5 separate regions of the Mus musculus genome follow, and all the other regions are linked to region 4. The links are chromatin contacts, called in public Hi-C, HiChIP or PLAC-seq and promoter capture Hi-C maps. All regions are on one chromosome and are shown on one strand. Each heading gives the region's core, a stretch centred on a gene start, on an enhancer-like site or on the middle of the called end of the contact. The rest is flanking DNA. Distances are from core to core; before and after follow the strand shown. Region 1 overlaps Xpnpep3 (X-prolyl aminopeptidase 3, mitochondrial). Region 2 holds the start of Srebf2 (sterol regulatory element binding factor 2). Region 3 holds the start of Snu13 (SNU13 homolog, small nuclear ribonucleoprotein (U4/U6.U5)). Region 4 holds the start of Rangap1 (RAN GTPase activating protein 1). Region 5 holds the start of Xpnpep3 (X-prolyl aminopeptidase 3, mitochondrial).

Region 1 (5,917 bases), core at 1,502-4,001, 280 kb before region 4:
GCCTTTTGAAGTCCATTGAGACTAGTTTACAGCCGGGGAAAATGTTCACGTGTTTAAAGGAATACATAGCCTGAAGGTACTCAGCACATCACTTTACAGGAAGATCTCACGACCTACGAACACTTGTCCTATAAATTAACAAGACTGTAAAAAACTGACTGCGTGTGATTGCTCATTTCTCTTTAGTCTTTCCAGCTTTCCTGTGTGTGCAGCTGTCTTAGGAATCCGTGCACTCATAGCCACTGTCATCATCGCTGTCATTACCATCAGTGTTCTGCTTCAACTCCAACAACACTAGTCCTGATGTTTATTTTGTTTGTATTAATGTCAAGTTTCTACACCTGATCTTAGCCAAAAGGTCAAGACGCTATATGTCATTTTAGCTTCTTTATGACTGATGTTCTCACAGTAATAACTTTCTCCATCTTTTTATTTTCATAAGCTTAAGGGTTTTTATTTAAAATGTTTTTTGTGCCAGGTGGCTGTGGTACAGGCCTTTAATCCCAGCACTCCAGAGCAGAGGTAGGTAGATCTCTGAATTTGAGGCCAGCCCAGTCTACACAATGAGTTCCAGGACCTAAATCTGTTTTTCAAGACAGGGTTTCTCTGTGTAGCCTTGACTTTTCTAGAACTCACTTTGTAGACCAGGCTGCCTTGAACTCAGAGATCTATCTACCTCTGCCTCTGGCCTGCAGCAATTAAAGCCATGAGCCATCATGCCCAGTGACAAAATATATTTTCAAATCTCCAAATAGAGCTAGAGAGATGTCTCAGAGATTAAGAGTTCTTGCTTTTTCTTCCAGAGGACCCCTGTTGTGCAGTTGAGAAGCTGAAGACTTTAACTTGATAAAGAGTTAACGCCCAGGGGCTTAATGATGGCTCTGCAGTTACTGCACTTTTTTTTTTTAAAAGATTTATTTATTTATTATATGTAAGTACACTGTAGCTGTCTTCAGACACTCCAGAAGAGGGCGTCAGATCATGTTACAGATGGTTGTGAGCCACCATGTGGTTGCTGGGATTTGAACTTCGGACCTTCAGAAGAGCAGTCGGGTGCTCTTACCCACTGAGCCATTTCACCAGCCCGCACTTTTTTTTATTAGATATTTTTCTTCATTTACATTTCATGCTATCCTGAAAGTCCCCTATATCCTCCCACCACCCTGCTCCCCTGCTTTCACAGTTACTGCACATAATACTGTGTCATATGACTGCCTTTTGGATCTCAGCAATCACAATAGACTATATATTGTTTTTAAAGAGTTCAAGGCCAGCCTGGGCTACATTCTGAGGTTCTAATTTTAAAATGATCAGAACCAGCCAGTCGTGGTGGTGCATGCCTTTAATCCCAGCACCCGGGAGGCAGAGGCAGGTGGATTTCTGAGTTTGAAGCCAGCCTGGTCTACAGAGTGAGTTCCAGGACAGCCAGGGCTACACAGAGAAACCCTGTCTCAAAAAACCAAAAAAATAAAACAAAATAAAACAAAAAACAAAAAAAAAGACAAAGTAGCAAAAAGGCATCAGCAAAGTAAATTACAGTGTGTCTGGGATGGACTAGTAATGGAGATACTCTGTGTAATAATGGACATACTCTGTGTAGTAATGGACATATTCTGTGTAGTAATGGAGACACTCTGTGTAGTAATGGAGATACTCTGTAGTAATGGAGACACTCTGTGTAGTAATGGAGACACTCTGTGTAGTAATGGACATATTCTGTGTAGTAATGGAGACACTCTGTGTAGTAATGGAGATACTCTGTAGTAATGGAGACACTCTATGTAGTAATGGAGACACTCTGTGTAGTAATGGAGACACTGTAGTAATGGAGACACTCTGTAGTAATGGAGACACTCTATGTAGTAATGGAGATACTCTGTGTAGTAATGGAGACACTGTGTAGTAATGGAGATACTCTGTAGTAATGGAGACACTCTATGTAGTAATGGAGACACTCTGTGTAGTAATGGAGACACTCTGTGTAGTAATGGAGACGCTCTGTGTAGTAATGGAGATACTCTGTAGTAATGGAGACACTCTATGTAGTAATGGAGACACTCTGTGTAGTAATGGAGACACTCTGTGTAGTAATGGAGACACTCTGTGTAGTAATGGAGACACTCTGTGTAGTAATGGAGATACTCTGTAGTAATGGAGACACTCTATGTAGTAATGGAGATACTTTGTGTAGTAATGGAGACACTCTGTGTCGTAATGGAGATACTCTGTGTGGATAATAGGGAAATAAAGCTGAAGGGAAATGTGTGACTTTTCTTTCAGGCAGGATCTCACTAAGTAACCCAAGCTATTGCAAACATGCCATGTAGCCCAGGACAGCCTTAAAGATACAGTCCTGCCTCAGCCTACTGAGTGTTGGGATTACTGGGTCCTATACCACTATGCCCAGCTGAGAAGTTCATAAACCTTAAATGTTTAACCTGGAAAGGTAAATGGTAAGTACTTGCCTAGTATACACAAGGCTTTGGGTTTAAACTGCAGCACTAGGAAGAAATAAAAAGTAAAAAGGGATGGGGGAATGATTAAGTCAGTAATGTCTAAACTTCCACCTTAAGAAACTACTGAAGGTCCAGCAAGATGGCTGGCTGGTAAAACGCTGCGGCCAGGCCTGACTACTGGATACATAGCTCACTTTCCTTGGTTTTCCTGTGCTTAGATTCACCGCCCCTCAGGCAGAGCTCTATGAAGCTGTTCTGGAAATCCAAAGAGCTTGTTTGACTCTGTGTTCCCCTGGGACGAGCTTGGAGAACATCTACAGCATGATGCTGACGCTGATAGGACAGAAGCTTAAGGATCTGGGCATCACAAAGACCAGCAAGGAAAGCGCCTTCAAGGTACCTCCCTCCTCACGCCAGTCCTTCAGAAGGGCCAGCAACATGCTGCTCAGTTTTTGCCCTGCTTGGAAAAGCTAATTCTTTGTAAAGTGGATTTAGCTTTAACATGGATTGGATTAAAACAAAGGGAGTCAGTACTTCTTTTTGCCAGAAGATGGCAGCACATTCTGAGTCATTGCCTGCTAGAGAGCCAGTGCAGTACTCAGACACAAGATGAAGTCTATACAGGCAGAGAGTGGGAAGAACACAAACAAGGAGAGAGGGTTAACTCCTAATCCTTTGCTGGGGTTCTGGAGGTCAGAAGGGAGGCTGTTTATTGGCTCAGTTACACTATTGAAACTTTACAAAACGCCCAGTTTTGTCTACACCTAAATGTATGACATCCATTATAGTTGCAGACCCTGAGCCACACAAGCATTAGGCAGCCTCCATTTCCAAATTTACACTTCCAGGACTCCTATTACCAAAGAAAAGAAGTTATAAATTCCCTGAACCAAGCCAACAAATTTTTAATTAACAGAACTATCCATACCAGTAAACACAGAGTCCTGCCTACTCTACAACTTGACATGGGTAGAGTAGGCTACCCAGGAGAGATGTATGTCTTTTTTATTGCATTTATGGTGGGGACAAGTTCTTGTGTAACCCAGGCTTGCCTTGAACTCAGCAGCTGAGGATGGCTCTGGATTCTTGATCCTCCTATCTCCACAGACCAAGAGTTAGGATTCTAAGTGTGGGTTCATATTTTGTGTCTTCCTTTTTAAGACATATAAATTGTAAGGATAATAGAACATTGCTGTTCTTCCTTTCCCAAAAAAAGGCAATCTCCCCACCCCTTTGCTGGGGATCAAATAGAGGATGTGTGGTAGGCAAATCCACTGGAATTCCTTAGCCTGTGCATAATGCATTTGACAGTGGTCTATACAGTATACTATACTGTGCATAATACATTTGACAGTGAGGTGGAAAGCAGTATCGTAAGTGTGGATTGAGGAAGTAACAGTTTGCCAGACATGGACATGGTTAGGTGGGTAAAGTGCTTTCTAACACAAGCATGAGGACCTGACTTCAGATCCCTAGCATCCACATAAAAAGGTAGGTGTAGACGGGCGGTGGTGGCACACGCCTTTAATCCCAGCACTCAGAAGGCCGAGGCAGGCGAATTTCTGAGTTTGAGGACAGCCTGGTCTACAGAGTGAGTTCCAGGACAGTCAGGGCTACACAGAGAAACCCTGTTTGGGGGTGGGGGGGAAAGTAGGTGTATAGGCTAGATAGATGGCCCAGAGTTTGAGTTTGGGAGCACTGGCTGTTCTTCCAGAGGACTCGGGTTCCAGCACACACATAGAGGCTCAAAACCATCTGTAGCTACAGTTCCAAGGGATCTGATACCATCTTCAGGCCTCTTAGGTCATGAGATAGATACAAAGTACACATAGATACACAAAAAGACTGAGCACAGCAGCCTGTTCCCAAAGTCTCAGCTCTGGGAGCTAGAGACCAAAGGAACCTCTGGGGACTTGCTCACCACCTAATTAGCCAGCCATTGAGCTTCAAGCTCACCAAGAAGTCTTAAAAAAACACAGCTTGGAGGGGTGGGGAGCAGATGACAAGATAGTTCCATGTAGGGCTGGTGAGATGGCTCAGTGGTTAAGAGGGCCAACTGCTCTTCCGAAGGTCCCGAGTTCAAATCCCAGCAACCACATGGTGGCTCACAACCATCCGTAACGAAATCTGATGCCCTCTTCTGGAGTATCTGAGGACAGCTACAGTGTATTTACATATAATAAATAAATAAATCTTTAAAAAAAAAAAAAGATAGTTACATGTATAAAGTCACATGCCACCAAGTCTGATGACCTGAGTTCAGTCCCAAGAACCTACTTGGCAGGAGAAAGCAGGTTGTACTCCTAACTCCACACACACGTTAGGCATGTGCATCCACACAAGAGCACCAGCAACCAACCAACCAGTCAATCAAGAGTCAAGGGAAGGTGGGTGTGGTGTTGCATGCCTTTAATCCTAGCACTTGGGAGGCAGAGGCAGGCAGATTTCTGAGTTCGAGGACAGCCAGGGCTACACAGAGAAACCCTGTCTCGAAAAACCAAAAAAAAAAAAAGTCAAGGGAAGCTGTAGAGGAAGACATCCACTATCGACTCCTGCCTCCATAGGCACACACATGCACGCCACACACCACACACCACACCCTGCCTCCACAGGCACACACATGCACGCCACACACCACACACCTCAAAGAGTTGCAGTTTGTCAGGTCCCTTAAGGATAGGTTAAACATAAATCATAGAAACTGACAGTTAGCATCACATGTCACTGATTTATGCATGCCAGTTTTCCCTTAAGAGCTCATTCATTGTCCTGATGATACTGTGGTAATTATCTTTTCCAGGCTGCTCGAAAATACTGCCCTCATCATGTTGGCCATTACCTCGGGATGGATGTCCATGACACTCCAGACATGCCTCGGTCACTCCCTCTGCAGCCTGGAATGGTGATCACAGTTGAACCAGGTAAGGGATGGGTTAATCCCAAAGTATACATTGCTTATTTTTATTTACGTAACATAAAATGTTTAGGTTTGTCTAGAGCTTTCTTATTTAACATCACAGTTTGTTTAATTTGACTCCTCCGATAAACAACAGATGGCAAATACTTTCTGTAAGTCGATATTAAGAAATAAATCTTTTTTAATCCTACCTTTGCCAGAGCCAACTCATAATAGTCTCATAGTTAGTAGTGGTGGGTTGCAACATCCTGCTACCTATAGTGAGCTATCCTCCCACAGACAGTTACCTGGTTCGAGGAAGTGCCTGCCTAGTAGGCAGAGTGGAGAAGTGAAGTGTGGCCTCAGTGGTTAGCAGGGCTGACGATTAAAGATGAGGCTGCTGGCATCATGAGATCGAAGCCCAAAGTCTGAATTAGGTGTGTTAGGGCTGAGAAATGCCTCTTCCTGTCCCGTGAAGAAGCAGTCAGTCATGTTGCTCTGTGGCAGTGGAGGCTGCTCCAGTTAGTAATGGCCACTACAGTTGCCAGGCTTTTTATTGAAGAGC
Region 2 (5,445 bases), core at 1,056-3,555, 420 kb after region 4:
CCAACTGGAGAGCCTCCTAGAGGCAGTAACATCTGAAAGATGGTGGAGGACGCCTGAAGGCAAAGCTCTCAGAGGAAGTCAATGAGAAATATTTCTACGATGTACCAATCCATGGTAGGTATCTGGATGTAACAGTCACTTAGCACAGTCTCTTCGAATAACAACCTAGCTCCTGAGGAGTAGCTTGTACAGTGTGACAAGCTGTCATCCCAGTGGGAGCTAGGTGCCAGCTGAAGGGACATTCAGTTATGTGGACAAAGCTGGAGGGAGATGTCTTTTTTGCTGAGGTGTGGGACCAGTGTGGTGGCCATCCTGTTACAATTTCTTTTTTTTTTAAAGATATACTTATTTTATTTATATGAGTACACTGTAGCTGTCTTCAGACACACCAGAAGAGGGCATCAGATCCTGTTACAGATGGTTGTGAGCCACCATGTGGTTGGTGGGAATTGAACTCAGGACCTCTAGAAGAGCAGTCAGTGCTTAACCAACTGAGCCATCTCTCTAGCACCTCCCCCCACCCACCTTACCATTTCTAATGAGCCTCCTTTTGTCCTTTCCCAGGCCAGTTGCTAAGCACACACATGAAGGTCAGAGAACTTCTGAGAATCAGGTCTCTCCACCTATGTGAGTCCCAGGGGTTGATTTCAGGTCAGCAGGCTTAGCCAAAAGCACCGCACTGAACCATCTTGCTGGCCCCAGGCCAGAGTCGTGATATCCAGCCCCTTGTTAGTCTCATCTTATCTTTACTTTTCCTTGGCTAGTCTGTCTTGTGTGTGTGTGTGTGTGTGTTTTGTTTTGTTTTTGTTGTTTAGTGATTTGATTTTGTTTTGTTTTTTTGAGGCAAGGTTTCACACACACAAAAAAAATTCAGGCCACTCTGGACAGCTTCCCCAACCCCACCTAGAAACCCTGTCTCTTGCTCAGTTCTTTGCTATTTCTTGTCCCCCAGCAGAGGCGCCTCTCCCAGTAAATCTCTCCTGTGAGACTTGTTGTGATGTGACTTTGTGGGTATTCCCAGGCGCCTGATTGCCAGGATCTTTTTCCCTCTCAGAGCTGCAATACCTTCACTGGAGACCCTTTCCCCCTCAGAGCCTGCTGGAACACTTCATCCCAGAAGTTAAGAGCTGTTTGCTTGCCACGGAAATCAAATAAATGTGACAATGACAACTGTGGTCTTGTGCTGTTTTAAAGATGACAAACCAGGCTTATCAGCAAACAGTTGCTTAGCCAGCCCAGGAGCAGGAAGTGGCTTATTGGATATGCAGGTCTCCCCACAGAGCCTTCAGCTCTGACCCCCTAAGAACAACTGCCTCAGACTCACAAGAAGCTCTTCCTATGTATGCCATGAAAACCTTCTTCCTCTCAGTATACACTTAGGTCCTTTCTCAGATGTCCATTCCAGCATTTCTTTTTTTTAACGATGCCCTGATATTCTACTGTTTGGAGGTAATTTATGTACCTGATGCCTTACTGTGTTACTGTTTTCCCGTTAGAGAACTTTGTGATGAATGTCTTTGAATACATGTACTTAATAGCATTCCTCGGAACACTAATCTTTTTGTTTCTTCGGATAAGTTCTTGGAAGCGTGCACCTTTGTGTGCAGTGTGACCGACTACCTGTAAGATGATGCAGTGAGGTGACTGCAGGAGTGGGGCCTCACCTGGAGAGACCATTGAACAAATGACCTTGTCTGAAGGCCTTAGAATGATCGAGGTTTCCCAAAATTGAGGGCCAGTTGTAAAATGTTCACAATACTCAGGTGATCTCAAGACCCTGTTAAGTCTCGGATGGGATAAGTGTGACTTAGGGTCTGGATAGCCTATCCCAGAATGTTAGGGTACTATGATTCTACCCAGAGCTAGGGGGAGGGAAGAGGCAACTGGGGAGATGACGTAATGTGCTCCTAGAGTAAAGGGGGCGGTGGTAGAAGGTAGCGCCGGACAGCGGTGCGTTAACCCTTCTATTTCCGGGCTCTCGACAAAGTTGCTCCTGGAGCTGATCCAACGGAAAAGTAGCGGCTCCTTTAAGCCAGAAGAAGGCTGGGACGAGGACCCGGCGGCTACTCTCCGCTGGCGCTTGGATGCCGTGAGGGGCGGAGTCCCGCTATGCAAATCTGAGCTGCTGATCGATGACGCACCATCACCCCATGAGCCGCTTCGCGCGCCGATTGGCTAATGCAAGCCTGGTCCCATTGACAACAAACTTGGGGGTGCGGAGGCTCGGGGCGGGGCTGCAGTGGGCGCGGCCCGGGGCGGGGGAATTCTGCCCCGCCCCTTCCGTGGAGTCGGGGCGCAGCTCAAACATGGCGGCGGTTGGCACGGGGCGGTGAGGCGGTACCAGGTGGGGGCTGTCGGGTGTCATGGGCGGTGGCGGCGGTACCGCCTCCGCGTCTCCCTGAGCTGGACCTCACGGGGGACTCTGCGCCAAGCTGGGCGATGGATGAGAGCAGCGAGCTGGGCGTTCTGGAGACCATGGAGACCCTCACGGAGCTGGGCGATGAGCTGACTCTCGGGGACATCGACGGTGAGTGGCGGCGGCTGGGTGGGAGTGCGGGGGGCGCGCGGGGAGGAAGGGGTTACGGCGGCGCTCGCGGGTGCGCGTGCGCCCACCCCGCGATCGCCCCGGCGTGCGCGGGAAGGAACCCGCGGGGGCCGGGCTGCCCGGGAGGTTCCCAGTTCTTCTGGCTCCAGAGTCTGAGCCCGGGTCGTGACGCAGGGCTCCCGGTGGCTGAGGAGTCGTGGGCGCCGCGGGGCCCGAAGCGGGGCTGGGGGCGTCGCGAGTGCCGCCAGAGGAGAAAGCGAGGCGGCTGCCTCCCTCGCGCGCCCACACGCGCTCTGGTTTGTCCGGTCTTCGCCGGCGTCCCGCGTCGCACCTGTCACTCCCTGCCTGGCCACTGGAGCGGCTTCGGGATTTCCCGGACTGCGCTCCCGGGCTCGGCTCCCCCACGCCCCCGCTCTTTTCGGGATTGACTGACAGCCGGGTCTGCGGGCGCTCTGGAAAACTTTGGGCAACAGCTGCAAAAAGCAAGTTACTGATGGAGTGGACAGAGACCGCAGAGTGCGGCGGCCTTGGATGGAGACCCGGGCGCTCCTGCTGTCGCACTGCAAAGGGAGTTGAGCAGCAAGAATTTTGAGTTGTGGCCCCTCGGGTACAGACTAGGGAGCTGGTGGCCTTTGTTTCGGCGGCCTTAACAGCGAAGTGGAAGAACTGGTAGGAGCCCAGGGAACCTCTCTTAAAATTCTCTCACTTTTCAGCCACGGGAAGGAAGGTTTGGAGAGGGTCCCAGACTTGCCCGCGGTCATCATGCTGGTTAACAAAGCCCAGTTCTTTCTGTTTCTGAGCCACTATTAGTTTCTTTCCACTCCACCTTTAAGAAAAATAGGCTAGTAATTAAGTCATTCTCAGTAGTCAGGGCTCTTCTGAAGTTCTCAGTCCCAAATACTTTGCGTTAGTTCATTTATTCAATCCCGCTGAATTGGGTATCGCTCAGTTTTGCCGGAGGTGTCGTTTAAGGTCACTTACTTTAGAGAGTCCAGAACTCCTAGGCAGTGACTCAGTTTATGGAATGTTACTACACCTAGAATCTAGAACCTTGCAGGCAGATGTGATGGCCACATCCTCGCTTCGCAGGCGAAGAAGCAGGTAGAAGGTTCTCTCGTGGAGAAAGGAGTGACAACAGTTGTTTAAAGAAGGTGTTGGCCAGGTGCCTGTTTTGCTTTTGTAGCATTTTGTAGCATTTTTCCCTTAGGGTTCGCCCTTACTTCTCATTTTGGTCATCCAGACAGTGTGACAAGCCCGTGTATTGGAAGTTCCACTTTTAACCACAGATTCTTCCACCAAGGATCGCTAAACACTAAGATAGGTTAACGAATGGGAGGGGTTACTCCTTGGAACGTGGGAGTGGCTAAAGTGTTTTGAGCACCCAGGTACAAGATAAAAGTGTTAAGCACTCACACAGGTTCCCAATACTTATCACAGCCCTGTCAGATAAAGATGGATGTCAGACTGGCCATCTCCCCTCACCGTTGTTGGGACTGAAGCCCAGCGCTGTTCATTAGCATACCCAGGGTTCCCTAGTCAGTAAGGATGTCTAAAACTGCCTGCCAGCAGGTACAAGAGAAAATTCATCTTGGTCTTTTTTTTTTTTTTTTTTTTTTTGTACTTACATTTTATAATGATCTTTATTTGTCTGCGTTTTCAGTCTATTAAATCATCTTAGCGGTTAATATTAACCTTATAGATTGCTAAGTCTCACGGAAAATTTTAGGACCACCTGGGGTTTTGTATGTGCCTAGGGCAGCAAGTGCAAGTCAGAGGTGGGAAAGCTTCCTTGAAGGCTAGTTTACCAGAAAGATCACACCAAGGAGATAGCCATTGACCTTAAAAGACAAGAAGAACCAGTTGAACAAAGCTAAGGACACCGGGCTAGTTGGAAGTGTCCCCTGAACCCTCTGTTCTCCTGAGCAGGTTACTGGAGGGGCGGGGGGCGTGGTACGACGGGACAAGGGGACAAACCACCTTTCTTTTTCTTCCCTCTGTTCTTTGCACCGAGAACAGCCCTTGGGACAGTGAGAATGCTCACTGTTTATGGAATGTCTGTATGAGTACCTGGGACAGGATACTAAACGGTATTAGGTATAGTTTCCATGATTGGATCAGGGTGAGCAGCCCATGTGCATCCAAGAGGAGGAAGAGGAGAGGTGATATGAATGCACTTTTGTAACTGGAAGCCTAAAAGTCTCATGGCTGCCTTCAGGAGCTCAAGGAGCTGTGAGTCCAAGACCAACAGGGTCTCTTCTTAGTCGGAGAGCTTTACGTTCTTTAAGTTCTTCTTTCTTTTTTTTTTTTTTTTTTTTAAAGATTTATCTATTTATTATGTTTAAGTACACTGTAGCTGACTTCAGACAATCCAGAAGAGGGAGTCAGATCTTGTTACAGATGGTTGTGAGCCACCATGTGGTTGCTGGGATTTGAACTCCAGACCTTCGGAAGAGCAGTCGGGTACTCTTACCCACTGAGCCATCTCACCAGCCCTAAGTTCTTATTTCTTTGGGGTAAAATAAATGGTCACTGACCTGGAAATATAGTTCCATGGCAGGGTGCTTGCCTGGAATTCATAAATTTATGAGTTTGATACCTACTACCACAAAGACAATGCAATTGAGCACAGTGGAGCATAAGCCATCTCAGCTTTCAGAAGCTGAGGCAGAGGGGTCACCTCATGTTCTAAGACCAGCCCAAACAACTTAGTGAGACCCTCATCTCAAACTAAAAAAGAATGCTGGAGGGGGGAGGGGCAGCTCAACAGTAGAACTCTTGCTTAACATATGTTGAGGTCCTAGGTTCAATTCCCAATACTGCCCAAAAAAAAAAAAAATAGAATAAATAAACAATTTCAGCAGGACACTATATAAATAAGAAAGGACTTTCTTATAATGGGG
Region 3 (5,948 bases), core at 408-2,907, 320 kb after region 4:
ATCTACCTGACAGTGAAACATACAAGATTTTTGATTTGACAAATAGTGCCTAAAAATGACTCTGTCAACAAGGGCATGTTTAACCTAAAATTCCAACAGAGCTGAAAAGAAGCCAGTGATACTAGCAGCCTTAAGTTCTAGCTAAACACCTTATTAATGTTGTAAACTCATCAACTGTAGGATAGTTGTAATCGGTGGTACATCGAATTATGTAGTGTTTGATGTTACTGCTCTGTTACTAGTCTATATTTCCTGGTTTTGTGTATTAGAGAAACGTTACTGCAAGCAGTACATCTGCTATGGCAGCAGCCTCCTGGTCTAATCAGGAGGATCCAAGAATGATGACTGACCAGCCTTGGTGTAGTGGCACACACCTGTAAGCCCAGCATTCTGGAGGCCGGCCAAGGCAGGGAGATCTCATGTCCAAAGCCAGAACTCGCCCGTCCTTAAGCGATGCATGTTTGTACTCCGCCTGCTACAAGCGACCCGTTGTCCCCACTTCCCAGCCTAGACAAACTGCTGCAGAGTTCACCAAGAGCACCGCACTTCAAAACTCTTCCCTGGTTCAACACTGGCTCAGCCACTCTCTCTCTCTCAAACTCTAGACTCGGTCAGTAGTTGCTAAACCTCAGGGGTGGGAGCACGAAAACAAAGCCGACCACCCAAGGGCTGGATGAAATCGCACCAGGCCTGAAAGGGCTCAGCCAAACGGAGCCCTGTACACCATCACAAAGTGGAGACGCTCAAACGCTATCATCCCACGTGGGGCTACCAGGACCACGGATTTCTGAAGGCGTCGGTCGCTCTCATGGTGGGAGCCTTTCCTGAGCTTCCTTCACATTCCATGTGACCCCAAATTTAAAAAAGGAGGCGAGGGTGGGGTGGTGGTGGTTACCTAGTCCGGAGGGCGCGATGGTACGCGCCTTTAATCCCAGCACTGGTGAGGCAGATCTCTTGAGAGCTCAAGGCCAGCTTAGTTTACAGAGTTCCAAGGCCAACCAGGGCTCCATGAGCCCCTAAAAACAAACTAAACCAAAAAGCGCCCCCGAATTCCCTAAGTCTTAGTTCCCGACAGACCCTGGCTGCGGACCCCACGGCGATCCCCTTCCTCAACCCCGGGAGTGGAGAAGACGTGGGTAGTGAGTGCCTCGCATCCCGGGATTTCACCTCATCCCCCAGTGTTTAAAAAGAAAAGAGAAAGAAAACGAGAAGGAGAACAGACGGGCTTCCACACGCGTTCACCATCCCACGTGGGGCGCTCATTTTCCCACGCTGCGCCATGCCTGTCCCCTCGCCGCGGCCTCTGGGCACGCCCACGGCTGCAAAGCCCACCGGGCCGCAGCGACCTGGGACCTCAGCTGCCCGGGATCTCCACTCCGCCGCCCCAGGAACGACCTCGCGGGCCGCCGGAGTTCCAGCCCCGGGCCTGGAGGTCGGCCATCTCGGGGCGGGCGACATGTCGCACGCGCTCCACCTCCCCCAAGACGCAGCGAACAGGGCCCGCGGCCCGCGCTCCCCGTGCTTGCGGCCCGCCGCGCTCACTCACCATGGCTGCGGTGCGCCGGTCTCGCCGCGACTCGACGACAGCCCAACTCAAGAGGGACTGAAACGCCGCGCAGGAAAAAGGAGCGGAAATCACTTCAGAAGCGGCAGGAAGCGGAAGTGACGCCACAGAGCGCGCGCAATGACGGCGTCCCGCCCCCTTCCCGGAAGAAGAGAGTGCTGAAGTCATCTTTGGATGTGGGAGATGCGTTTTTTCAGATTTTATTAGCGTTCTAGTTAGGATCGGCAAAAGATTGTGAATAAACCACTCGGGAAGTGGCACACTAGTACAACGGGTTGTGAGGGTTGCCATTTCATAACCAGGCTTTTTTTTTTTTTTCGAGACAGGGTTTCTCTGTGCAGCCCTGGCTGTCCTGGAACTCGCTTTGTAGACCAGGCTGCCCTCGAACTCAGAAATCCACCTGCCTCTGCCTCCCAAGTGCAGGGATTAAAGGCATGCGCCACCACGCCAGGCTTTTTTTTTTTTTTTTTTTTTTTTTTTTTTTCTGAGTACATAGTGTACCCTTTTCAAAACCATCCTCTCAGGCGGAGGTTGATTTCTACAATTAGCTGGAATAATGCAGTGGTTGTGAGTCTCTTGGGGAGTGTGTGTCAAAAGACCCTTTCCCAGGGGCCGCCGAAGACCATCGGAAGACACGATTCATAACAGTAGCAAGATTACAGTTATGAAGTAGCAACGAAAGTAATTTTATGGTTGGGGGTCACCACAACATGAACTGTATTAAAGAGCTGCAGCAATGGGTAGGTCAAGAGCCATTGGACTAGGGGGCTAGTTAGTGAATGACAGGGAGGTTGTGTTTGGAGTAATTATGTAGGACACCTGCTTCCTTCTTCTGAGCATCTTGCCCCTTTCTTAGTGATGCACCAAAACTTCGTTATGAAAGGATAAACTCAAGTCTAGCGCTCCCTCCCATGAGCTCTTCCGTGATCCTCGTGGCTTCTCAGTCTTTTCCAACATGATGCCAAACACATCTTGGGGCTATTTGGATCTAGCCCAGACCCCACCATTAGAGCCAATTTCAGCTCATTGTGTCACAACTGTAGAGCTGAGAACTGGGAGGACCTTTAAGAGCCTTACAAAATAGTTCCTCATTTTTACAGATGAGAACAAAGTGTAAAGAAGGGAAGCCTGCCCACTGTCAGGAATCAAACAGTGGCAAAGCTAAAACCGGACCTTGAGATTTTTAGCATTGGGGGTCAGGCAACCACATGGATTCAAACTGCCAACAGGAGGGAACATTTCTAGAGACTGGCGAGATGCCTCCCTGGTTCAGCACACTGGCTGCTCTTCTATAGGATATGGGTTCAATTCCCAACACCCACATGGCAACTGACAACACTTGTGACTCCAGTTACAGAAAGATTCAACTGCCTCTTCTAGCATCCATGGGCACTGTGATGCACAGACTTGCATGCAGGCAAACAATCACACATAAGAGACACTTTTTAAGAATATTGATCAGGGCAATGGTGGCGCATGCCTTTGATCCCAGCACTTGGGTGGCAGAGGCAGGCAGATCTCTGTGAGTTCAAGGCCAGCCTGGTCTACAGAGTAAGTTCCAGGACAGCCAGGGCTACACAGAGAAACCCTGTTTCCAAAATGTAGTGGGGTGTCAACACAAATTCACGGAAGAACATGAAAGAGCCCAGTTTCAAAAGGGAGTGAGTGGGATAAAAGAATTTCTGGGGACTGAGTAGATAATTTAGTTCGCCTGGCAGTGGTGACAGAAAAACCCTGTTTCAAAAGAAACCCCTCCTCTCCCCTCCCCTCCCCTCCTCTCCTCTCCTTTCTTTTTCTGAGACAGGATTTCTTTGTGTAGCCCTGATTGTCCTGGAACTCACTCTGTAGTCCAGGCTGGCCTTGAACTCAGAGATCCACCTGCCTCTGCCTCTGCTGCCTGAGTGCTGGGATTCCAGGCTTGTTCTACCATGCATGCTTTTCTTTATTATGACCCAATGGGTTTCATTAAGGGGTGCTTATGGTAGCATGGATACCTTACCAGTGGTTCCAATACCAAAGGAAGTCTCTCTCTCTCTCTCCCTCTGTCTCCGTCTCTGTCTCTCTCTCCTCTGTCTCTCTCTCCTCTCTCTCTAATTTAGGATGTTTTGCTTTAAGATGAGACTTATGTTTCCCAGGCTGCCCTTGAACTTGTTCTGAATAAGCTCCTGATTCTCTGTGAACTTGGAATCCCCTTGCCTCCACCTCTAAAGTGCTGGAATTCCAGGCCTTTGTGCCACTACTCCAGACAGGACATGCTGTTTTCACGATCATGGTAGTCTATCAACACCCCACCTAATTATCTAGTTAATTCTGTTCCCTGAGGGTTTTTTTTTTTCTTTTTCAGAATCATCCCGTCCTTTTCTAATTTGTTAGCAACTAAATAGCTGCTGACATATTCTGGAAACCAGTTTATTTTAGAAATGTGTCCTACATACTTGTTGTGACTTACTGGTTTCTCATCCATCCACATTCTGCACCCCCCCCCCCAGGTTTTAGTTCTTCCTTCCTTTTGCTTTACTGAGCACATGCCAGTTTGTTCACCATTTCTGCCAATCACTATCTTGTTAAGAATATGCTATGGCTTGAGTATGTCTTATATCCCTGAATTCATACAGAAATTTGATTCCTAAAATCATGCTGATAGTATTAAGAGGAGCCGGCGTGTTACACCTAGAACTCCATCGCTCAGGAGGGTCAGAAGTTTAAGGTCATCCTCATTACCCAACGAATAGAAGGTCAGTCTGGGCTACGTGAGACCTTGCCTCAGAAAAACAAAAAGTATAACTAAGAGGGTAGGTTACCATCTGATTTTAGGGCTTAAAGGTGGGGTCTTTGGGAAGTGATTAAGATCCTGCAGCCCATTAGGTCAGAGTAGAGCCCTTGTGATTGGATCCTGGTGGTTTAATTTATTCATTTTGTCTTTTTTGTTTTTGTTTTGTTTTGTTTTGTTTTCGAGACAGGGTTTCTCTGTGTAGCCCTGGCTGTCTTGGAACTCACTCTGTAGACCAGGCTGGCCTCGAACTCAGAAATCCGCCTGCCTCTGCCTCCCAAGTGCTGGGATTAAAGGCGTGCACCACCACCGCCCGGCTTTGTTGTTCATTTTTGAGACAGAGTCTCCCAGTGTAATCTTGCTGGCTTAGAACTCACTAGATGCCTAGGAGTCCTATGTAGACCAGGCTGACTGAACTCATAGAGATCCACCTGCCTCTGCCTCCTGAGTTCTGGGATTAAAGGTGTGTGGTGGTATGTGGTGCTGGGGACTGAACCCAGGTCCTGGTTAAGAGCAGCAAGTACTCTGAAATTCTGAGCCATCTCTCCACACCCTAGGGTTTTTGTTTGTTTGTTTTGTTTTGTTTTTCCCTGTTTTTGAGACAGGGTCTTATTCTAGAAAACATTGGCTTAGAACTTACTACGTAGCCCAGGCTGGCCACGGATTTACAGTGATTTTCCCTTGGCCTGCCAAGTGCTGGGATTATGAGCATAAGCTGTATTCTCATGGATGTATACAATGAGAAGACATTTGTACATATGTATTTCCACTGTCCCTTGCCGTATGGTGCTCTGTGCCATCTTGACACTCTGCCAGCCAGAAGGCCAGCACTATGAGCCAAAATATACTCTTTTCCAAAGAATCCTGTCTGGGGCTTTTTATTATAGAAATATAATACAAAGTGATTTATTCCGTTTAACTAATTCCTGTTTAGCACATGTCTTAGTTAGGGTTTGACTGCTGTGAACAGACACACCATGACCAAGGCAGTTCATAAAGGACAACACTTAATTGGGGCTGACTTACAGGTTTGGAGGTTCAGTCTAGTATCATATAGGTGGGAGAGTGAGACCAAAATTTTTGGGTTCAGACTCCATCTTAGAGAACCTGACCCCACCCCCAAGACCTGTGCCTAGCACCAGTCTCCAGATTATTCCCCCAATAGATCTGCACCCCCAAGTTACAAGCCCACCCCTGCCTAACAACCACCAATCAGGAGGAAAGCAGAAGTTATGCCAATTATGTTAAAGGCCTCAGTAGCCCTCCAATTCCATCCTTGCCAGGCTAGACACACCCTTCGCTTGCCATTTTCTGTAAAACCTTGTCCCAGTGAGTGTTCAGGGCTTTTCTCCACTGGAACTGTCTTGTGGGTTAAGCCCCAAGCTTGAGCTTGTGAATAAAGAGATCCTTGTGTGATTGCATTGGCCTTTCGAGGTTCATGAACACTTCCTGGTGAGAGACCAAATCTTTCAAGTTCAGACTGCATTTCAGAGAACTTAAATTCAGGTAAACTAGCAGGCCGGTACCTAACTTTGATTTCTAAGTTACCCCCCAACAAGACCAGTGTCTCCTCGATCTCCCCCAACAAAACCCGAGCCTAGCTCCAGTTTCTAG
Region 4 (5,930 bases), core at 2,611-5,110:
CCGAGAGTCACGCACCTGGCGGATCATCTTGGCAGCGCTCTGTCTGAGGGTCCCACTCCTCAAACAGGCTACAGATGGCTATGGGATCCAGGTCATCCATCCCAAGGAACACCCCACTGCCCATGCTGGCATGACTAGGGGAGGCACACAAGGCTAAGGCCACTGCATGTCGGTTTCAATCCTGGCCAGAGACTGCACTTGCCACAGTGGCCCCTCAGAGGTTCCTAGGAGACCAGAAGTACCTACATCACAAGAGCCGCCCGCCATCACAATAGATCTGTGTGTGGAAAACATCCCAGCTTCTCCAATGTGTTTCACGGCACACTTCTAACAGCGACCACATCAAGCAAGCAACTAACTACTGCAGGGCACTGCTCGAGCCTCCAATTCAGTTTGGACACTGGGATCCCAGGAACTGAGAGCCCAGTCTACAACGCTACCCCACATCCACGAACCCCAGTGTGTTTACCTGTGCTTCTGATCTACTGGTTAGAAACTAGGGTTGTCATGACTCTCCCCATGGGGTCAATTAATTTGCTAGAACTCACAGAACTCAGGGAAAACAGGTTTTTTGTTTTTTTAAGTAAAGTTATTTACTGGTTTATTGTAAAGGACAGGTGTATGTGTGGGTATGTACTGGGGATGGTACCCCAGACTTCTCACATTTAACTATACCTTAAACCCCAACAAACAACTTCATTCATGCATTCATTCATATACAGGGTCTCAATGTGTATCTCTGGCTGGCTTGAATTCAGTCTGTAGATCAAGGTGGCCTCAAAGTCAGAGAGGCCTCAGCTTCTGCCTTCCCAGTGCTGGGCTTACAGGTGTGTGCTATCATGCCAGCAAACGGTATGTAAAGACTACAAATGAACAGCCAGATAAACATAAAAAATGCACCAAGGAAAGTCTGAGAAAAGTTAAAGCCCAGAGCGTCCACGCACAAGACTCTCCTGTGTACAGATAGCTGGGAGCCTGCCGGGCCCTGTCCTTTCTGAGGTTTATAGACTTTGTTACATAAGCATGATGGTTAAATCACAGGCGTTGATGATAAATCTGAGTACCACTCTCTAATTCTGTTTAGGTTTTTCTAATGACTTCCTCCACCTACCCTAGTACTAACCAAGGGACTCTGAGCCAGCAGTCAGCATTAGGATAGGTGTTTTCTATGCCAGGAAGTAGGACTATAACCAAATATATATTTCATAATGTCACCACCAGAGACAAAGTTGCCCACAGCTGGGAGCTTAACAAATTAGCAGAATGGGAAAGTAGGGCTGGCATACAGCTAAGTGAAGGGACCTATCAGGCATAGGGGGCTGTAGGTTCAAGCCCCAGCACTACCACAGAGAGGAGAGAATGGATAACTCCATGTTCCCCAAAAGAATGTGGCAGGAGGGTTGGGGATTTAGTTCAGTGGTAGAGCGCTTGCCTAGCAAGCCCAAGGCCCTGGGTTCGGTCCTCAGCTCCGGGAAAAAAAAAAAAAAAAAAAAAAAAAAAAGAATGTGGCAGGTAAGCAGGGTGTGGTGGTTTGAATTAGAATAGTCCCATGGGCTCATATACTTGAATTCTCTCTCTACCTTTAGATTGAGTTATAGCTCTCAGACATTGCTCCAGTTTCATGAATGCTACCAATGCCCCTCCAATGTCCTGGGCCTCAAGACAGCCTGCCCATATGAGACTTTCTCTGGGCTTGGCCAGCTGCCCATCATCTTTACTTATTTTACCCCCAAACACCCTGATTTATTAGTCAATAAGCATAAATTACAAGTCAGGATTAAAGCACTCAGCAAAACACTGTATTGAGCACCATGTACTGGATACTGTTTGAAATACCAGGAGAACAAATATCACACACCCCTTGAAGCTTATAATCTAAAATCAAAAATATTTTGCATGTTACTGAAAAAGTACATGGAGCTGAGGAAGGGGCAGTTCAGTGGTAGAACTCTTGCCCAGTATTTGTGAAGGGCTAGTTTCAATCTCTAGCACCACAAAAAATAAAATAATAAAAAAAGGCCAGGTGCTGGGGCACACCTATGATCTAGTATTTGGGAAGGGAGTCAGAAGGATCAGGAGTTCAAGGCCATTCTCAACTACTAGAGGAGCTAAGGTCAGCCTAGACCACAGGAGACCCTGTCTGAAAAAAACAAAAAAAAAAACAACAACAAAAAAACCAACCAACCAACCAAACAAACAAACAAAAAAACCCACACAAACCACCAGGAAAGGGGCAAAGAAGAAGGTGGTTTTTGCCAGTTTTCTTTTGGGGGCAGAGGGTAGGGTTTACAATAGAATGACTAAAGGTGGTGTATGTAAAGAAACTAAAGATATCACTGACTGAGCCAAGCAAAAATCAAGGGAAGAGCATTCCTACAAAGGGAGCAGAATATGCAAAGGCTCATGGGCGACAGGAGGGGCCATGGTCAGAGCAGAGGAGAAAAGATAACAAAGGACATTCTAATTACTGTATCAGTATGAGTGACCAGGAGGGTCCCTGGAAGGTTTCAAGCAACTAAGCGTACACCAAGCTGTTTTTGACAGGAACAGGGTCCCAGTATAAGGCCTGATATTCGAGGGCTCAAAGAATGACAACACTGAGAGGTAGTCTCCTCAGACCAAATAAGCTAGTTCAAACCAAATTAAAGTATAAAGGCAGGTTTATTGGGGACAGCGCTCTAGTGGGTTCACTGGTCCCAAAGAAGGAAAGTCGCCTTGCAAACAGGGAGACAGAGGGGTGGGGGAGAGAAGGAAAAACGAGCTCACATATGCAGAAAGTGAGAGAAATGCAGACAGAGGAATGGAAGGGTAAGTGAGAAGACCAAAATGTCAGGATTATATAGTGAAGAGCTTCAGGGGAGAGAAGCAAGCCCAGCCCCGGGACTGGAAACTTCAAGTAGGGACTGAGGGATTCTGGGAGAACCTGGAGGCCATGTCCGCTTTGGTAGGTTAAATAGGCACCTTAGCCAGCTGTCACGGGCCAGAAACCCAACAAACACGAAGATGAGTAAAAATCTATCTGGAATTCAGCCACCTCTTACAGTTCCACGATGGGACAATGAGATTAAAAACTGGTGGTGGTAGGTAGGGCTCCAGGTGGAAGGGACACACAGACACACACACAAGCCCTCCCCAATTCACTTTAAAGAATGACTAACCAAAGCAAAACAGGGATGGTATTGAGCTATCCAAGGTCAGCAGACGGCCTGGGAGAGAGCAGGCACAAACGGTCAATACACAAACGCCCTCTCCTCCTGGGCGGCCGCGTGGGGGACGTCCTCAGGTGCACGGCCATCCATCGACCCAGCCAAGCGTCAGCAGTGACTCATGCCAGGCTTCCCGCGCGGACGTGGGCCGACTGGGTAGGCAACGATGGACTGCGTAGCCCCACCCGGCACGCCAGCCGGCTTCCTACCGCCTCCAGGTGAGATGGATGGCAACGGGAGGCGCCACCGCCGAGAGGAAGCTGTGGCTAGTGGCCACTCTAGGCCTCAGTTTCCCCAAACGTACAAGGGGCAGCGGCGCCCAGCGTCCCATCCCCCAAAGCCGGGCGCAGCGTGATCAAAAGGGTAGAAGCAAGGCGATCGCTTCGCCCCACCCAGACCCTGGTGGCCCAGGCAAGTGACAGGAAGAGCGTGAGGGCCCCGACTCACCACAAATTAGCGGCACCGCGGCGTGGGGGGACGGAACGCGCGCGTCGGTCACTGCTTGAGAGTCCGCGTGGGGGCCAGGCCCAGTGACCAGTCTGCTTGCCTCTCCTTGCTGCCGCGGCTCCTCGTTTAGCTCGTGCACACCACCTGCTCCACGATCCCCAGCGATTATGGCGGCGGAGGAGGATTTTTGAAAGCCGGCAGTTTCTTTCCTTCGATTTGATTTGTTCAAGCCGGAGCGGGGTTTTGCCGGGCCGGCTTGCGGGGCCTACTGGGAAAGGAAGTCCTGTCCTCCGGCGCTGGCATGGCGGGACGCGCGCGATGAACTACAATTCCCATGATGCAGAGCGCTCGGACTTCGCAACCCTCCTCTCCGCCCTCTCGGCTTCTGGCTCTTTCTCTACAGTACTCTGTGGGATGGTATTTGACGGAAGCGCCCGCAGACTACAAATCCCGACAGACCATGCCGCGAAGTAGCCGCACCCTTCCGTAGAGGTTAGCGCTCATTCATGCAACTTTATTGACAAAGGCGAAACAGTGAATCACTGGATCACTTCAGCATTGATAGGGATCTACTTGCTAAAAGAAATGACTTTAAAAACAAATTCTAATTCCCCTGAAATTGAAAGGAAACTCCAAAGATAATTTTTAAAAATGGAGAAAGTCATTTTGTAATAGAGACAAACTCCAGGCATCGCCTTAACCAACTGGTTCATATTAACATCAATATGAACACAGCATGGCGCACTGATGACACAGCATGGCTGTCCATTCTTCAAATGGATAAAATTAATCAAATCAGAGAGAAAGAGACGGAGAAACAGAGAGCCGGGGAGGGTGGGGAGAAAGAGAGAAAGAGAGAGAGAAAGGAGAGAAACAAAAGCCAAAACCATCTTCCAGAATAACTGGTCTGTATTGTTCCAAATTCTCCTGTGCCATTCAATTTGAAGAATGTTACTCCTTAAAGCCTATGGAAGCCGGGCAGTGGTGGCCCACGCCTTTAATCCCAGCACTCGGGAGGCAGAGGCAGGTGGATTTCTGAGTTTGAGGCCAACCTGGTCTACAAAGTGAGTTCCAGGACAGCCAGGGCTATACAGAGAAACCCTGTCTCGAAAAAAACAAACAAACAAAAAAGACTATGGAAAACGGTTGCTCTGGGGCATAGCTCAATGATAAGTGTATGCATTGAGTTTGAGTTCATCCCCAGCCCTAAAAATTAAACAAATAAATATGAAACAGACATGTTTAATAAGTGAAATACCCGGGCCTGGGTTTCATCTTTCACGGGGCAACAGAGATTTGCTATAAAGGACAATACTAAAATAATTAGCAAAATGTGTCTGTATAGTAAGTGTTACTATCAATATAAGGTGGGTTTTTTTTTGTTTTTGTTTTTTGCTTTTTGTACTGTGGAGTATGTGTGATAGTGTGAAATAAAGTAAGAGAAGTCTTTTTACTCTTCCTGGCATGTACTTCTAATGTCCTTGGCAGACACCCAACCATTGTATGCTGCAAAAATCAGTGAATGCTGGGTGTGTGGGAAAATACTCTATATGGAATCCTTGTCTGTCTGATTGTTGAATGAGAGATTGGGGTGACATGTATTTTCTTCTATATTTTCTTTCTTCTTGGAGAAAACTGCTGAAATGATTAGAGATAAAGAGACATGATGTTTAAAACTTATCCTCAAAGAGTATTATTATTATTTTTTTTTAAATGTGTGGAGTAGGGCTGGAGTGTTGACTCGGCAGGTAAGTCACACATCCAGAAGACGCAGGTTCAAGTCCCAGCACCCACAGGGCAGTTCACAGAAGTCTGGAACTACAGTTCCAGGAGATCCAAAGCCTTCTTCTGACCTCAGCATGCATTGCATACATGTAGGGCACAAACATACTTGCAGGCAGAAACATATAATATATATATACTTTTTTGTTGTTTTTTTTTTTGTTTTGTTTTTTTTTGAGACAGGGTTTCTCTGTATAGCCCTGGTTGTCCTGGAACTCACTTTGTAGACCAGGCTGGCCTCGAACTCAGAAATCCGTCTGCCTCTGCCTCCCAAGTGCTGGGATTAAAGGTGTGCACCACCACTGCCTGGCTTATACTTTTTCTTTCTCTCCAGCCCCCAATCGATAATACTTGAAAATAGGTTTTCCCCACGTATCCCTGGCTGTTCAAGAACTTGCTCTGTAGTCCACGCTGGCCTAGAACTTGGATATCCACCTGCGTTTGCCTCCTGAGTGCTGGGATTAAAAGTGTGCACCACCACCACCACCAGGGTAA
Region 5 (5,324 bases), core at 106-2,605, 330 kb before region 4:
TTCACCCTCAAATTCTAATGGTGCCTAAGCTTTCTTCTAATTCTGTCTTTAAAATCTTTTATCAACGAGACTAAAACAACAAAAAGGAGAAACCAATTCCCCAGTAATACTGTTTCCCAGCAGCTGGCACAACAATCATAGTACGCAGGCGAAATACTCTCCAGTTAGTCCTGCAAGCACACTGGTCTTTGAAGGAAAAAAAAAAATTCCTAAAGTAGCTGAAGTGACAGCGCTACAACTAACGTGGGTATAAATAATTCCCAACAAAATTCCATGCAATTAAAATCGTTGTAAGGCCAAGTACAGATAACTGAAGTTATAGAATAAATAAGTTACCACTATTAATATTTTAAACGACACATGGGTCAATGCGACTTAAACAAGACGCCAGGTTCAAGAAAAACAATCCCTTAGTAAAAGCTTTGTCTTCGTTCGCGCATTATTTCCACTGCTCAAATATTCACAACCCAAACACACCCCCATAAAGACTTAACTGCGGGGGGTGGGGGGGAACCAACTCTAACCTCTGCTTTTCCACCCCTAAGTTGCCCAACGCTCCAGATCCCTCCGAGAACCTCTCGAAGCCACTAAGAGCCACGAAGGGGCCTAGAACCGCTCCCCTCCTCCCTACGCCAGCTCGGGGCCCACTCCCCAACCCCCAACTTTCCGTCCCCAACGGTCCACGGGGCCCAGGGCTCTCACCTCTCCACCCACTCCCTCAGGAAGCGCATTTCCTCGGTGTGCAGGACGCTCGGGTCCTGCCTACACATCTTCACGAAGGCCCGAAGCTCGCTCACTTTGCGGGGATCCATGGTGGGAGGCTGGAAGCTGAAGGCGGTGGGCGGCTGCGGAGGCACGATGCCAGGCCCGGGAGCGGCTCAACGTGACCAAGTGGAAGGGGGCGGCTGCCGCGAGGCAGAACAGACTAGAACCTCCCCGGCCGCTGGCTCCTCCCCCCCAACGGCCTCGTGACCCCGGGCCTTCGCTCGCTCATTCCCACTCCTACCTCTGGACCTGTGCTCCGCCTAGAACCTTCTAGAAGTGTAGCTGCCCGTGACAATGCCTGCTTCGATCGGCGAACAGTCTCACTCGGATTCTTTCCTCTGACCTAATTCCCCGGGATGGATGAAGGACCTTGTGTCTGTGCGCTTTCAAGCGGGACATAGGGAGACATTTGGAATAAGATATTTCTTCTGTGAAGATGGGCATTAAGCAGAACGAGACGCCGCATGGAGGAGGGGGGAAAATAAATAAATGCCCGTGGGGCCGGCGCGCCCAAAACCTAGCCGAGTGACGTCACTGCTCTGCGCCGCCCCGGGAAGAAAGCCCGCGAGCCGCGCCTGCCGGAAGGGGCCGAGCAGTTGACTGGTTTCCTGGCGACGCGGCTGTGCTAGTGGCTTTCCCCAGAGTTTGTACTTTTCCTGACCAGTGGTTACAGGCCATGCCGTCTCTGCTCTCAACCCCCAAGCTGGCTCCCGTTCTAGCAAGGCTCCGCGGCCTCTCAGGTTAGAGTCTTTCCTGCCGGCGTCCCCTTCAGGTTCTTCCTTTGGAGAAAGCCTAAAGCAGCCCAAAGAGCTACAAGTTGATGATCCGTGGTTCTTCACCAATCGGCACCTGATCCCCCCTCACCACCCACGGATTTTTCTTTTGATCGATTGCTCTGGGAAAGAGTGGGCTTTAGGTTCTGTTATTCTGGGAAAGCTGGAGTGACTGAAGAGGAGGGAACTCCAAGGGATTGTCTTCAAAGTTACTCGAATTCTAAATTGGTAGCTTTTATCATCACACTTGACTAAATTGTTTAATGTCAAGTAGCGTGTGTGTGTGTGTTAGGTCAGGGTAAATCTTTCGCCTTTTCATAGGTTTCATCGGAGAGCTAGCTCAAAAGATAGAGCCGGGCTGTGGTGGCGCACGCCTTTAATCCCAGCACTTGGGAGGCAGAGGCAGGCGGATTTCTGAGTTCGAGGCCAGCCTGATCCAAATACAGAGTGAGTTCCAGGACAGCCAGGACTATACAGAGAAACCCTGTCTCGAAAAGAGAGAGAGAGAGAGAGAGAGAGAGAGAAAGAGAGAGAAGAAACACGTCTAGAAACAAATGCTTTGTGCAATTCAGTTTGTAAAGAACTAAGCGAGGGACGTGCCTAAGTCTTACATAAACAGTCAAGGTGATAGAGCACGGAGAATGTGAACCCTCCGTGTACAATATGGTGAGCAATTAACCTAACATAAAATTTTATACTGGAGAGTGAGTCACCTACTTTGTAAGGAGACCTAATGTTGGATTATACTTCAGACGAGGTGTGCAAAATCTGAACCAGAAAATAGGGTATTTGACATTAAAATTGATCTTGATATTTGCATGTGATACTTGGATTCGCTATTTAAAACTGCACCATTGCACGGAGCCTATTCTGTAATCCTGGTAGTTAAGATGTGCCTTTAACGGAAATGAATGAAAATGTGGCAGGCCACAGACTGTGACTAGACTAGAACCAGCTTTTTGTTTCGGATCGTTGACTTTCTTGTAGCTTCGTGTAAATCCTGACTTGATCCAGCTTTAGGACTAAAACACATTAAAAAAATCTAGTAAATATATTATAGTTTGTTTCTGAGGAAAAGTAAGTTCAGCATCTTGTTATATTACCACTAAATGGTTTGCGGTTTTTTTAGCTTCAATGAAGGAGTGACATTGAATCTTTACCACTGAGGGACTGAGGGACTGAAACACAGTTAAGCCAGATGTTTGTTATGTGATTGTGTCCAGTCTTTTATACCAATTCTTTGTCTTAATTCTGCTCGGTAGAATCCTTTTGCAACTTCTCATTTCATGAGCCGGAAAGTGCAGTTTCACCCAGGAACTTTTTGAGTTAGCTATTGAGGGTGCATCTCTACTTCACCCCAGTTGCTTACAGTCAAAGGGGAGGCAGACAAGCCACCAATGACATTACAGCTGAGTGGTTATAGTCTCAATCCAGCTGATAAGAGAACACAGCAAAGAAGAGAGGAATGCATTTTTTTTTAATTTTTTTTACATTTTAGTTATTGTTATCCTTGGAGTTTAGGTTTTGAGTCTCATAAATAGGACTTGAAATATGTGGTTTTTGGTTACTCCTTTCTTTAAAAAATATATACTTTTTTTTTTATTGAGACTTCCATACAATGTAGTTTAATCATTCACTCCTCTCAGAACTTACCTAGCCAACTACATGTAGTTGCCTTTCTTTAGAAAGCCTCTAGAGCAGTGGTTCTCAACCTTCCTAACCTGCAGCCCCTTAATACAGCTCATGCTGTGGTGACCCCAGCCATAAAATTACTTTCTTTTCTACTTCATAACTGTAATTTTGTTACTATTGTGAATTGTAATATAAATAGCCAGTGTACAGGATTTAAAGATCCTGGCCTGCTGTGAAAGGGTTGTTCAACCCCCACTGGGGGGGGGGGGTGTTGTGACCCACAGGTTGACAGGTGCTGCTCTAACTACCATAAGAAATCAGGTATGGTGGTGAACACTTTTAAAGCCCAACACTAGGGAGGTGTCTTAGTCAGGGTTTGTATTCCTGCACAAAACATCGAGAAGCAAGTTTGGGAGGAAAGGGTTTATTCAGCTTACATTTCCACATTGCTGTTTATCACCAAAGGAAGTCAGGACAGGAACTCACACAGGGCAGAAACTTGGAGGCAGGAGCTGATGCAGAGGCCATGGAAGGGTATTGCTTACTGGCTTGCTTCCCCTGGCTTGTTCAGCTTGCTTTCTTATAGAACCCAGGACCACCAGCCCAGGGTTGGCACCACCCACAATGGACCCAGCTTGATCACTAATTGAGAAAATGCCTTACAGCTGGATCTCATGGAGGTATTTCAAGGGAGTCTCTGTGGTAACTCCAACTTGTGTCAAGTTGGCACACAAAACCAGCCAGTGTGGAGGCAAGTGGATCTCTGAATTTGAGCCCAACAGGTGTACATAATGAGTTCCAGGATAGCCAGAGCTACATAATTGAGACTGTGTCTCAAAAAGAAAAAAAGAGAGAGAAACTTTCTCACCTGAGGAAGGCATGCAAACCTGAAGTGTGAGTAGGTGCAGGAGGCAGGATCTTTTTGTGCTTTGAAGTTTTTGGGTTTTGGTGGTTGTGTTTGGTTAGTTGATTGTAGGTGATGGGGATTGAACCTGGAGTTGTCACGAAGTTTAGCACTGATTTATACACCCCCACCTCTGCAAAGACAGGGAGATCTCTGGTGAGTTCCAGGACAGCCAAGACTGTCATACAGAGAAACCCTGTCTCTAAAAAAAAGTTGTATTTTCGGGCTGGAGAGATGGCTCAGCGGTTAAGAGCACTCTGGCTGCTCTTCCAGAGGTCCTGAGTTCAATTCCCAGCAACCACATGGTGGCTCACAACCATCTGTAATGGGGTCCGATGCCCTCTTCTGGTGTGTCTGAAGATAGAGACTGTACTCACATGCATAAAGTAAATAAATAAATCTAAAAAAAAAAAAGTTGTATTTTCAAATTAAGGCATTTAAGATGCATATTAAATCTGACATAGGAGCTGGGCGTGGTGGTGCACGCCTTTAATCCCAGCACTTGGGAGGCAGAGGCAGTCGAATTTCTGGGTTCGAGGCCAGCCTGGTCTACAGAGTGAGTTCCAGGGCAGCCAGGACTACACAGAAACTCTGTCTCCAAAAAAATTAAAAAAATAAAAAAATCTGACATAGGAAAGGAAATTAACTTCCTTCAACAAAATTTGGGCACCAAATTTGAACACTAGAAAGTTTCTCTCCTTATGATAGGCAGATAAAAAGGTAAAAATTACTGTGATGTAGCATGCTGAATATGCTAATGAAATAAAGGTTCCATGTTGTGGCAAAGGAGAATGTAATAAACAGAGATAGAGGAAATCAGGTACACCTTTAGAAGTTCGATTTTAAGGCTTGAGGGTCTAACAAATATTGTAAGAGTTGTCCTGACAACAGGTGTCATCAGAACCACAGAACACGAAGAACAGTGGTGGGACTAAACATTTCCATTTGAGAGGGATGGGGGACTTTTTTTAAAAAAAAATTATGATCATGAGCATTTTATGGTATTATACCAAAATGATTATTTGGTTAGATGCATAAAATGCAATCCACACACTCACGATTAGACTTAAATTCTCAATGAGAAAGAGGATGTATTTAACAGTGATTGGCAAAATGTACTTGTCCATTGAGCTCTCTTTCCTGTGGTAAGCCTTCAGACTGGTATTCCTGAACATAATTTGGAAAAGCTGGGCTTTGGTTCTGTGAAAAGAAACAATGTGAGATTCAGGGATAAGGGGAGTAAGGAAAGA

What was found. Promoter capture Hi-C pulls out the DNA fragments that hold promoters and counts their contacts. A called contact is a pair of places that touch in the nucleus more often than the background predicts. HiChIP or PLAC-seq counts read pairs in DNA pulled down with a chosen protein or histone mark.
Region 1: a Hi-C map of bone marrow-derived macrophages shows a contact between it and region 4, with 26 read pairs. The contact joins the enhancer-like site here to the promoter of Rangap1 in region 4. A contact is called at or near these places in 1 of 39 promoter capture datasets (cranial neural crest), 1 of 484 Hi-C or Micro-C datasets (bone marrow-derived macrophages), 12 of 115 datasets of contacts at active chromatin or transcription factors (the 230-238 cell line, the SCID.adh cell line, acute myeloid leukemia and 8 more) and 3 of 9 other capture datasets (adipose tissue, embryonic stem cells and liver).
Region 2: a contact with region 4 is called in a FOXA1 HiChIP or PLAC-seq map of pancreatic cancer cells. The contact joins the promoter of Srebf2 here to the promoter of Rangap1 in region 4. A contact is called at or near these places in 3 of 115 datasets of contacts at active chromatin or transcription factors (embryonic stem cells, microglia and pancreatic cancer cells).
Region 3: a promoter capture Hi-C map of liver shows a contact between it and region 4. The contact joins the promoter of Snu13 here to the promoter of Rangap1 in region 4. A contact is called at or near these places in 10 of 39 promoter capture datasets (the C10 cell line, the HPC-7 cell line, cranial neural crest and 7 more), 2 of 484 Hi-C or Micro-C datasets (CD4 T cells and embryonic stem cells) and 4 of 115 datasets of contacts at active chromatin or transcription factors (embryonic stem cells and microglia).
Region 5: a contact with region 4 is called in a promoter capture Hi-C map of the HPC-7 cell line. The contact joins the promoter of Xpnpep3 here to the promoter of Rangap1 in region 4. A contact is called at or near these places in 20 of 39 promoter capture datasets (the 3T3-L1 cell line, the C10 cell line, the HPC-7 cell line and 14 more), 6 of 484 Hi-C or Micro-C datasets (CD8 T cells, LSK cells, bone marrow-derived macrophages and 3 more), 17 of 115 datasets of contacts at active chromatin or transcription factors (the 230-238 cell line, the SCID.adh cell line, Th17 cells and 11 more) and 5 of 9 other capture datasets (adipose tissue, embryonic stem cells, liver and 2 more).

What each region holds. Positions count from the first base shown.
Region 1 is chr15:81,445,645-81,451,561 of GRCm38.p6, forward strand. It overlaps Xpnpep3 (X-prolyl aminopeptidase 3, mitochondrial), which reads left to right. Exons shown (of 10, transcript NM_001347075.1): 8 at 2,675-2,852; 9 at 5,257-5,377. Among named protein-coding and RNA genes, the nearest start is that of Rbx1, 18 kb to the right of the region's middle. Within about 2 kb of position 2,752, at least 16 of the 459 cell types and tissues checked have an H3K27ac peak or open chromatin away from gene starts, as enhancers often do. A contact at or near this core is called in acute myeloid leukemia and bone marrow-derived macrophages, where this site is marked.
Region 2 is chr15:82,144,964-82,150,408 of GRCm38.p6, forward strand. It overlaps Srebf2 (sterol regulatory element binding factor 2), which reads left to right and starts at 2,306. Exons shown (of 19, transcript NM_033218.1): 1 at 2,306-2,527. The coding sequence starts at 2,440.
Region 3 is chr15:82,045,941-82,051,888 of GRCm38.p6, forward strand. Snu13 (SNU13 homolog, small nuclear ribonucleoprotein (U4/U6.U5)) reads right to left here and starts at 1,658. Exons shown (of 3, transcript NM_011482.4): 1 at 1,547-1,658. The coding sequence starts at 1,549.
Region 4 is chr15:81,726,059-81,731,988 of GRCm38.p6, forward strand. It overlaps Rangap1 (RAN GTPase activating protein 1), which reads right to left and starts at 3,861. Exons shown (of 16, transcript NM_001146174.1): 1 at 3,654-3,861.
Region 5 is chr15:81,398,783-81,404,106 of GRCm38.p6, forward strand. It overlaps Xpnpep3 (X-prolyl aminopeptidase 3, mitochondrial), which reads left to right and starts at 1,356. Exons shown (of 10, transcript NM_001347075.1): 1 at 1,356-1,505. The coding sequence starts at 1,442. St13 (suppression of tumorigenicity 13) reads right to left here and starts at 912. Exons shown (of 12, transcript NM_133726.2): 1 at 703-912. The coding sequence starts at 812.